Regions from separate parts of the Triticum aestivum genome. Here region 1 is linked to region 2. The links are chromatin contacts, called in public Hi-C maps. All regions are on one chromosome and are shown on one strand. Each heading gives the region's core, a stretch centred on a gene start, on an enhancer-like site or on the middle of the called end of the contact. The rest is flanking DNA. Distances are from core to core; before and after follow the strand shown. Region 1 holds the start of LOC123071713 (ribonuclease 2). Region 2 holds the start of LOC123071710 (beta-glucosidase 4).

Evidence for each region. Hi-C and Micro-C count contacts between places; a contact is called where the count stands out from the background.
Region 1: a contact with region 2 is called in a Hi-C map of leaf, with 5 times the contacts expected there. The contact joins the promoter of LOC123071713 here to the promoter of LOC123071710 in region 2. A contact is called at or near these places in 2 of 5 Hi-C or Micro-C datasets (both in leaf).

Annotation. Positions count from the first base shown.
Region 1 is chr3B:684,606,213-684,611,848 of IWGSC CS RefSeq v2.1, forward strand. LOC123071713 (ribonuclease 2) reads left to right here and starts at 3,550. Exons shown (of 9, transcript XM_044495301.1): 1 at 3,550-3,852; 2 at 4,031-4,059; 3 at 4,160-4,233; 4 at 4,367-4,468; 5 at 4,633-4,636; 6 at 4,776-4,867; 7 at 5,111-5,272. The coding sequence starts at 3,644.
Region 2 is chr3B:684,336,058-684,341,802 of IWGSC CS RefSeq v2.1, forward strand. LOC123071710 (beta-glucosidase 4) reads right to left here and starts at 4,193. Exons shown (of 14, transcript XM_044495299.1): 1 at 3,871-4,193; 2 at 2,613-2,679; 3 at 2,474-2,532; 4 at 2,237-2,312; 5 at 2,007-2,081; 6 at 1,845-1,932; 7 at 1,402-1,627; 8 at 1,204-1,319; 9 at 788-1,005; 10 at 393-427; 11 at 216-318. The coding sequence starts at 3,951.

The DNA.
Region 1 (5,636 bases), core at 2,300-4,799, 270 kb after region 2:
AGTTAGACGTCTCTAATTGTTGTTTGCATGTTTTACGTGGCTGCTATGGGTTTCTAGCAAGAACGTTTCTTACCTATGCAAAACCACAACGTGATATGCCAATTGCTATTTACCCTTCATAAGGACCCTTTTCATCGAATCCGTTCCGACTAAAGTGGGAGAGACTGGCACCCGCTAGCCACCTTATGCACCAAGTGCATGTCAGTCGGTGGAACCTGTCTCACGTCAGAGTACGTGTAAGGTCGGTCCGGGCCGCTTCATCCCACAATTCTGTCGAAACAAGATTGGACTAGTAACGGTAAGCATATTGAACAAGATCAATGCCCACAACTACTTTGTGTTCTACTCGTGCAAAGAATCTACACAATAGACCTAGCTCATGATGCCACTGTTGGGGAACGTAGCAGAAATTCAAAATTTTCCTACGTGTCACCAAGATCTATCTATGGAGAAACCAGCAACGAGGGGAAGGAGAGTGCATCTACATACCCTTGTAGATCGCTAAGCGGAAGCGTTCAAGAGAACGGGGTTGAAGGAGTCGTACTCGTCGTGATCCAAATCACCGGAGATCCTAGTGCCGAACGGACGACACCTCCGCGTTCAACACACGTACAGCCCGGTGATTTCTCCCATGCCTTGATCCAGCAAGGAGAGAGGGAGAGGTTGAGGAAGACTCCATCCAGCAGCAGCACAACGGCGTGGTGGTGATGGAGGAGCGTGGCAATCCTGCAGGGCTTCGCCAAGCACCGCGGGAGAGGAGAAGGGAGAGAGGTAGGGCTGCGCCAGGGAGAGGTCAAAACTCATGTGTTGGCAGCCTTCAAGACCTCAGCTATATATAGGGGAGAGGGAGGGGGTGCGCCCCCTCTAGGGTTTCCACCCCAAGGGGTGCGGCAGCCCCAATCCCATCTAAGGGTGGCGACCAAGGGGGGGAAGAGGGGAAACTTGCCCCCCAAGTTAGGTGGAAGCACCCCCTCCCCAAACCCTAGGCGCCTTGGGCCCTTGTGGGGGGAGGGGGCACACCTAGCCCACCTGGGGCTGGTCCCCTCCCACACTTGGCCCATGCAGCCCTCCGGGGATGGTGGCCCCACTTGGTGGACCCCCGGGACCCTCCCGGTGGTCCCGGTACGTTACCGATAAAACCCGAAACTTTTCCGGTGACCAAAACAGGACTTCCCATATATAAATCTTTACCTCCGGACCATTCCGGAACTCCTCGTGATGTCCGGGATCTCATCCGGGACTCCGAACAACATTCGGTAACCACATACAAACTTCCTTTATAACCCTAGCGTCATCGAACCTTAAGTGTGTAGACCCTACGGGTTCGGGAACCATGCAGACATGACCGAGACGTTCTCCGGTCAATAACCAACAGCGGGATCTGGATACCCATGTTGGCTCCCACATGTTCCACGATGATCTCATCGGATGAACCACGATGTCAAGGACTCAATCAATCCCGTATACAATTCCCTTTGTCTAGCGGTATTGTACTTGCCCGAGATTCGATCGTCGGTATACCGATACCTTGTTCAATCTCGTTACCGGCAAGTCTCTTTACTCGTTCCGTAACACATCATCCCGTGATCAACCCTTTGATCACCTTGTGCACATTATGATGATGTCCTACCGAGTGGGCCCAGAGATACCTCTCCGTCAAACGGAGTGACAAATCCCAGTCTCGATTCGTGCCAACCCAACAGACACTTTCGGAGATACCTGTAGTGCACCTTTATAGTCACCCAGTTACGTTGTGACGTTTGGTACACCCAAAGCATTCCTACGGTATCCGGGAGTTGCACAATCTCATGGTCTAAGGAAAAGATACTTGACATTAGAAAAGCTTTAGCATACAAACTACATGATCTTTGTGCTAGGCTTAGGATTGGGTTTTGTCCATCACATCATTCTGCTAATGATGTGATCCCGTTATCAACAACATCCAATGTCCATGGTCAGGAAACTGTAACCATCTATTGATCAACGAGCTAGTCAACTAGAGGCTTACTAGGGACATGGTGTTGTCTATGTACCCACACATGTATCTGAGTTTCCTATCAATACAATTATAGCATGGATAATAAATGATTATCATGAACAAGGAAATATAATAATAACTAATTTATTATTGCCTCTAGGGCATATTTCCAACACGTTATACTGCCATGATTGATGATGAATAGATTGGAAGTTTTCTCGCTAAAAAATGAAAGAGAAAGGCGTGAGGACTTTTTATTTATTTTGTTGCGAAAATAAAGAGAATGACATGAGGATTAATTCTGGGTTGCAAAAGGTTGAAGTTCATGATCTCAGGGGTTTACCCTGTTGATAGAACAAAGCTGCAAAATATTTGTGTGGGTATGTACGTGATGGCGAAATATGATGTGTGACGTTTCACATCGGTTTAAGGGTTTAACACGAAGATTGCCACCCTAGGGTGACAATCCTTACGGACACATGCACACATATTTTTCGGTTCTAATTGATAAGGTCATATTGGCTCCAATAGAGGAGAAGCGGCAATGGTGTGTCAATGGCTCGTTCTGACGAAGATAGCGGTCATTTGTTGATCGAGGGACCACGATACATTTCTATTATGTTTGAAATGCTTTGCAGTTTTAATATTTTTTATAATAAATCTGAATCATTCTTTTAAAAATAAACAAATCTTAAAGTGTCACTTGTTTTTATGCCCGCGTGCTTTTTCCCTCGTCCTCTTCCTACTTGGGTCGAGCCGCCCTCCAACTCATACCTAATCGTCGCCCCCCTCCCCCACCCACCAGTTGACTAGCGGGTGCTGCCGTGCACCACATCGCTGCCTGACCATCCTTCTTTTATCCCCCCCCCATTCTCTTCTTCTTCGACGCCTGCATCCCACCACACACACTGAACCGTCAAGTCCCGAGCTTTCTCCCGCAAGCGATTCCACGGGTAGCTGCGACATTTCCTCCTCACCGGTCGAGGACACCGCAACCATTTGTGTCGTCCCGGCTCCGTCTCGTAGCTTTGGGCCTCATTTTTGTCTTCAACAAAATCGACTTGCACCGATTCTTTTTCACGTGACTTTAGTTATCAAACATGTTTATTTTTTTATTTAGAAAGGGCCCATTTTTTTATACGAAGGAGCATGTGTGGGAATCGATTTAAATAAACAGAATAACATGCACTTCGCACTTTCTCAAAGCACATTTCAAAATATATCTGTTTTTGCATGGGAATTTCAAAATATATCCACTAGACCGAGCCTATCAATTCCGTAGCTTAAAATGCTTCCCTCCGTAAAAAAATATAAAAGCCGTTTAGATCATTAAAGTAGTGACACTTTTATATTTCTTTGTAGAGGGAGTCGATGGTTTGTTTCGGATTTTTGAACGGCAGAGCTACCGGTAGAAAACTGGTTTTATTTGAATTAGTAGAAAGCAAAACAGAAAATAGACGGAGAGGTACTCCTACCTGCTAGGACGGAGCGGGCCCCACTTGCCAGCGACACGAGGTCATCCCTAACCGCACTATTATTAAAGCACCCCATTGCGTCTTGATTGTACTCTGTGTACTACACTCAATTCTGAAACTACGACCCACCCAGCAGCCAGAGGGAGGGAAGGAAAGGGGGAGAAGGAGACACCGCGGCGGGCGGCGTGCAATGGCGACGGCGACGGCGACGTGCCTGCTGGCGGTCTGGGCGCTGGTCGCCGCCGGCCTGTTCGGCACGGGCCTCGCCCGGGCGTCCGTGGCCCCGGCCGCCGTCGGGAAGGAGCAGCGCGAGTTCGACTACTTCGCGCTGGCGCTGCAGTGGCCGGGCACCATCTGCTCCTCCACCCGCCACTGCTGCGCCGTCAACGGCTGCTGCCGGTAGGCGCTCCGCCTCCTCTTTTCCTCTATCCCCACCGCCGCCTCATCCGCGCGCGCGGGGCTCTCGTTCGGGTCGGGTCGGGTGGGGTTTCTGGCGCTCCGGAGATTCGATTCGATTCACCCTCCTGCCCTGCGCTCATGTGCTCACGCCGTTTGTTCTCCGTGTTCCTCGTTGCAGGTCGGAGGCGCTCCACACCTTCACGATCCGTAAGTGCACGGCGACCGTCATTCTTAATTTTGTGCTTTCTCGGTTCTTGGTCGATGTAGAATTCTCACTGGTGTGGTTGGATTTCCGCTGATGGAGCAGACGGGCTGTGGCCGGACTACGATGACGGGACCTGGCCGTCGTGCTGCCGCCACACCAGCTTCGACATGGACAAGGTGCCAGCCGCAGAGACCTTACTGATACGTGGCCGCTCTAGCTTCATTAGTCCTGCCCAAGTTCGATTCCATTCGTTTTGTGCTGACCTCGTTGATGCATGGCTCTGCCGTGTCTTCGTTGATTTTGGTGTAGATAACGCCTCTGAAGCCCACTCTGGACAAGTACTGGCCGTCCCTCTACTGTTCGACCTCTTCCACTTGCTTCAGTGGCAGGGGCCCCTTCTGGGCTCATGAGGTATAGTGTCAGAACTGTTGGATTGAACTCTCAGAATACTCCTCGATTGGTATCATCGATTGGAATTGTCACTAACCTTTTGTGTTGTTCCCTTACCTGTTGTTTTGCATAATGGCATTGGCATGTGCTGCTCGATCGGTCATTCATGGATTGCTGTCGTTTAGTGGGGTAATTTTCTTCAATCCGCTTGACCTAATGAATTGGATTGTTGTTATAAAAGAGGGTTGCTAATTTAGTAATCCATATGAGCACAAACATTGTTTCATTTCCATTGCTAAGTCTTCATCGTTTGTTTAATTTTTCACAGAGAAGCATGGAACATGCTCGTCCCCTGTTGTTCATGAAGAATTACAGTACTTCACCACCGCCATTGATCTCTACCTCAAATATAATGTTACAGTAAGCATCTGGCCATTGACTAATTAGGTGTAGCGCATTATTCTTTTTTCTTGCAGGAATTTTTGGTTTCTTTTGTTGGCTTTAAGCACCTGAACGTTTGTTATTCAAATTACCTTCGTTTCCAGATGAAGAAAACAAACTTAAAACGACTCGAATTGTAGTGCATACGAATTTGACTCCTGCTAAACTGTATCATAGAAATTTGTCTCTTTTACACTGTTATAATTTGGATTGGAATTGCAGGAAATGCTGGCGACTGGAGATATCCTGGTCTCCAACGGTAAAGAATATGCACTGAGTGATGTCATTGATACCATCAAGCATGCTTTTGGGGGCTCACCGCAGATCATATGCAAGAAGGGCTCAGTTGAAGAACTAAGATTATGCTTCACCAAGGATTTGAAGGTGAGTCATCTTTTGTCCTTGGACAGGTCTTCTCGGTTTCCATTTTTATTTACGTGAAGAGAACTTCAGTGCAAGGAATAATGTTGCCACAACAGTTCTGAGTGATGTCCAGCATACGATCAACTATCTCTCTAAATCCTGATAACAAAATAGGTGAATCGGATTTTTATTTGAATGGAATGGCATAACTGTGTCTGTCTGGGAAATTTTGGTCTGTAGTCTGTACTGTCCAGCTTACTTTCATTCATATTTTTTATTAGAACTCGAGGCTGCTTTCTCCTATTGTGTCATAAACAGGCGTTGGTTAGGTTCCTCTGTTGGTTAATTTTCAATAACCTATTTGACTAGGTCCCCAAAGTTGGAT
Region 2 (5,745 bases), core at 2,943-5,442:
CTATAACATTTCTAGAAAAAAAATTAAACTGGAAATAAAGCAGAGTTAATCCATATAATCTACATTATGTGAAGTAATTGCTATTTGATTTAATCACTCAACCAACATATGCAGGAAATGATACAACTAACGTAAACAGATATGCCATGTGTGTATTAGAAACTTCAAATATAAAAAATGCACCAGAAAAAAAATTAGAAGCATGGAAGCCTTACCATTCTCTGTTACATATATTATTGGATTTTCATATTTCTTTACTATATAATTGATTGTTTTCCGAATACCCCAGGGAACTATTAAAAGCCACTCAGACGCAGCCTGCACAAATATTGAGATGAAATGTTAGGTAAGATCGTTGAAGCTACATGAATGGACAGCGGTCAAGTCTTTACTCTTTCACCAATTGCTTCACCGCTACTCCATTTGTCTGCCCAAGGGAAATAAAGTGTCAGCATTACGATATTAATCTGGGACAGGATAGCTTGCAAGGGACAAGTTTACATATATATAGTGGGCGCAGAATATTGAGACCAAACTACAGCAAGAAAAGTAGTTCTGCCTTGCATGCGTATATTGATTTACAATTCTCCAAGAATAAGGAAGAGATAAATAGACTCTATGGGTAGTGGAGAAGGGCTGTTTTTCCTAATCAGCAAGGTGAAATATTTCTGCCATGTCTGCTGTCTACATACTGCAGTTTTTATAGATAACCCTGCATCTTTCAGCTGACGCTGCGCTTGTTTTTACAAACAAAAGAGACAAGTCTTTGATAGATGAATCATGGTACCTGTTCTCTCTATTTGTTGAACCTGATAAAAATGGATCTCTTGTGGTTGTGGGTTCGGCTGATTGCCAATGATTCTTGATGTATAGTGATTTAATCCAATAAAATCAATTTTGTTCCTCATCAATTCACGGTCTTTCTCAGAGAATTTTGGAAGATATTCGCCCACTCTCTGGCGCATGCTTTCTGGGTAATCACCAAAGTATATTGGGTCCAGGAACCTTCAAGAAAAGCAATTATAATCAGGATATATCCATAAAATCATATCATAGGCTTCATGAATCTGAAGATGCATCAGCATTATACTAAAACACCGGAAGTTACACTGAGCGGAAACAAAAAATATAGGTTCTATGGAAAATGGTAACAAATTTAGGAGACTTTTAAGTATTCCCTGAATAGGTGAGCATAATTTTTACCATCCAAGTTGAAAGTCAATGCGCCGTGCTGCAGCAGCCTGGTCTTCCATTTTGTCCGACTTTGGCTCCGCCCATTCACAATCAATAACAAATCCTACTTGACCACCTTGTTTAGCCTATAATATGTAAAATATCAGCAAGACAATGGTACTACGAACAAACTGACAATGATGATACTTCAATGGAAACTTAACAGGCCTTGAATTTTCTTCTGTAGACATCAACAGCAGCAGCATGAGCTAAGATCTGGTGATGGCCAGCCAAGAAAGGTTCAGCAGCTACACCTTTACATAATCCAGGAGCAAATATTCCAACCCCATAAGCATTAATGCATGTTTGAATAGGTTCATTGATTGTTATCCAATGCTTAACTCTATCTCCAAAATTTGCAAAGCAAGCTTCTGCATATAATGCGAAGTACTCTCTGAAATTTTTTGACAACCAATACGATCAGATATAGAAACACCAAGTTAAACGAGAACACTTTGCTGGGGGTCTTTCCCCCCTTCTCGGAAAAAAAGACAGAAGACTTTGAAATAAAGCAATGTTCTTAGGTAAACATGCCTTGTAGTATTTTGTGTTGGCACTTAACTATATTTACAAATTCAGAGTTTAAAATTAAGATGCCTGCATTAACTTACACAATCTTGTCAGAAAGCCAACCCCCCATAGTCTTCTGAAGATTATGCGGAAGATCCCAGTGATACAGAGTTGCATAAGGCTGAATACCTGGAAGTCAGGGCAGATGGGTGGTGAATAACTAGATGAATAGTAACTTTGACATTAGGTATATCATGTGGCACCTTTCTCAATCATGAAATCTATAAGGTTGTTATAGAAAGCAACTCCTTGCTCATTGATTTCTGTCCCTAAGCCATCTGCAGAAACAGTAAACTTATAAACTCAGATGAGGCATGGAATATAAATGATAATAATAAACAAAATGCACATATCGAGGGGGAAGCTGGAATTGTGGCGACACAATTTGGAGATGTATTAATATGTGAAGCATGATCCACCAATTGAAATGTACCAGGAAATATCCGTGACCAAGATATGGAAAATCTATAAGCACCAAAACCCAACTTGGCCATGAGCTCAATGTCTTCCTGTACCCAAAGAGTTCAAACAAGTAATTAGGGATCTAGGAAACAAGGTAAAATTGTACACACATATGCATCAAGGAGATAATCCATCTCAAGCAAGACAAAGAAACACTTTATTTTACAAGAATATAATAGTAATTCGATAGCTATGTCAATAATAACACCTTGTATCGATGGTAATGATCAACTGCAACTTCTCCAGAGGATCCGTCTAGGACACGTTCTGGAAAAGCATTTCAATGTCAACTATCAGTTAAATTAACATATTTCAACAAATTAAAATAGAATCCAGATGAGACAAACCTTTGTTATCTGTAAATACATCCCATATGCTATCGCCTTTGCCACCTTCATTTCTTGCCCCCTCAATCTGGATAGAGGGGAAAAGCCAAGAACATTACTTCACAGCTATGATACATCTAGTTTTAGACAAAAGGAAGGAGGATAGATTCATAGATCACAGAAAACCTCATTTTTGTTTCTTTTACTTGGAATCAAGGAGATAAAACTGGTGAAACCTACAATTTGTCATCCAAGGACCCACACAAAATTCTATGATGGCTCTCTCGTTCCTCCTCATGGTGGAGGACATTCATTTCTCAGCTTTCCTATATAGTACTTCTCTGTTCTCTTTTTTTTTTTTTTTGATTTGCTCTGTTTTTTTTTCTTCTCAAAATTTGCTCTGTTTTAGCTCTGTTTTTTTTTTGTTTCTTAAAATTTGCTCTGTTTTGTTATAATTTGCTTCGTCTTTTGGCTGGCTGTACTCTTAACGCATTTTTTGTCGTTTCTTCTAATATGAAATGATGCGTGTTTCGACACATGTCCGAGAGAAAACAAAAGCGGGGAACATATACGACAACATACGGATGGCAAATCCCCTATCCATTTCTCTACTTTATCAGTTCAGTTAAGGTTTCTCAGCCAATAGGGGAAAAGATCATTTCCTGTCAGCCTTCCCTTCCCATGTACATTTCTTCCTCTCCAATCTCCAACTAAACGCATACCGCCTCCGTTGGCAAATAGTGCTCTACTTCTGACTACTATGTCCATTCACAACCACTTGCCGATTTTCCACTCCTAAGATAAATTTCCCTGATATTAAGTCTGTCCATATGTATGTTGTAGTCAAACGATTACAATTTGTTGATTACTTTGCCACTTCCCTTTTTTTGATAGATAAATTTACTAGAGGAGAGGGTGTTTGGCTCGACCGCATAAAAATCAGATATAGGAACCCATTAATTTGCTTCATCTATTTTTGGTGAAAGCAGAGGGGTCGTTGCTCGGTCACCGTCCTACTTTGCTTTTTCAAAGATAAGTCGCCAATAGCATGAAGGCAGCGCAACCAAGCGAAAGTACACAGGCGTCGTTGGCGTGGGCTACCGGGCGAGGGCGACGCGCTGTCACACCACACAGCGGCGTGGGGGTGGAGCAGGGATCAGCAATCGGCGGCCGAGACGCGACCCGGTGACCCACCGGCCACCGCCACCATTCACCAACCTAAGGTAGTACCCGTAGCGGCTGCTAGCACCGGTAGAGTCGAGTGACAGTCTAGACGGACCTGGTAGGCGGAGGTGGCGACGCCGAAGACGAAGCCCTCGGGGAAGTCGGCGCGGGTGACCTCGCCCGCCGTGCTCCCCATTCCCGGCGACGGCGAAAGCGAGAGCGGCCGCGTGGTGCTAAGCGTGACTTGATCCCGATCCGGCGCGGCGCGACCGTGAGGCGCGTGGGTGGGCGAAGGTTTGGGAGGCGCTGCGAGCGAGACTGAGGGGGTCGCGTCGCGTAGATATAGGCGAGGGTGCGGCCGGGGCCGGCGAGTCCGCGGGAGAGCGGCCGCAGACTGCAGTCGCTCTCTGCCGGTTTGGATCTGGTTTACAACTCACCCAAACCCACCCAACCACACTCACGTGTCTTTTTTTCTAGACCCAAACATTCATACATACGCGCATACACTCATCCATAATTTCATATGGACGCACACACGCACACCTTATCCCTATGATCATTTTCGAGAGACTGAACCGACGCATCATCTTGAGATTTTACGAAGTCACCGTAGGCGTCTCGTTGTCGATGAGAACATCTTCTTTCACTGAAAGCGTATCGCGGAAACTTCAGAAATAAATCCAGAAATAATGTGAGTATCAAAACATGAACTCTGATGGGCTGGGATACCATTGTCCCTCTAATCATTCAATCAGAGGTTGGTTCGCACCACTCTCATGGGTCGAGTCAATCTTTTTCTTGTTTTCTTCTTCGTTGGGCCGTTAGCATAAATAAATCTTCTTTAGGATCCGACACAAATATTATCTTACTCTTGTGACCAAAAGTTTTTTAGGAAGCTACTGGAGATGCTCCAAGGAAACAGATATATCCTTTTGCTTTTGTTTTCGTTGCACCGATTAAAGCATTTATTTCTTCTTTTAGTTAGTGAAAACTATATATATAGCATATAAAGGGAGATGCTCTTGTGTGCACTCGTCTCCTCTGAAGCTCGGTAGAAAGCAGCACACCTGATTTGCAGCCTGCGTAGGACCGACCATTTCGAAATTCGAACAGCACTTGAATCAAATCAAATATAAAAAAACATGCAGAGGACAATCTGCCGCCGTCCGTCCGTTTGTCTGGCTCTGGCCGCATCCCGATAGAAGATGCGAGTGGCCGGCAGAGCTTCAGTTGCTGAAACCCTAAACAATACCAGTAGTCTAGTTTATCTTCCCAAGCGCATGGAGAGTGCAAATATACTATGATAAGGCTCGGATCAGATCCTGATTGTCACCATGGACGGCCACTGTTTCTTTCTGTCTTTTTTTCGTTTTGAAATTGGCCACTGTTTACTTATGTGCTAAATTATAGCTCAGGTTTAACTGCTCCCTCAGTCCGAATATATAGGGCTATAAATAAATATTACTACTCCCTCCATCCGGACTTACTTATTGCAGATACATCCGTTTTTATCTATTTCTGTGACAAGTAATTCGGGACAGAGGGAATATATCACCAGGAACTCCTTTCAAGTATGACACACCAAATATACTTTTTCGTGAGACACATCTCGTGTGTTATTGATTTTATGCGCGCTCAAAGCAATCTCAAAATATGTATTAGGCCCTGTATATCGGGATGGAGGGAGTAGCTGGAAACGACGACCGAGGCCAAGTATGTGCACAGCCTAACTGCACTGGTTCGCTCGTGACGCACACCGATAGGATAACATCATCGCGCCATAAGATATGGCACGTGGCTCTGCATCCCTGCTTGGTGCTTGCCAAGTGTGATCGCGTTCACCATCAAGCATCACTTGACAGCGCAACCAACGCATTCCAGCCAGGCTATCATCAGTGCACAAAGAAGAAGAATGGGCGACTGCTGGCAGCTGACCACGACACAACAGCAATATCACAACCCCGACGGAATGGAGCAGGCAACTGAATCA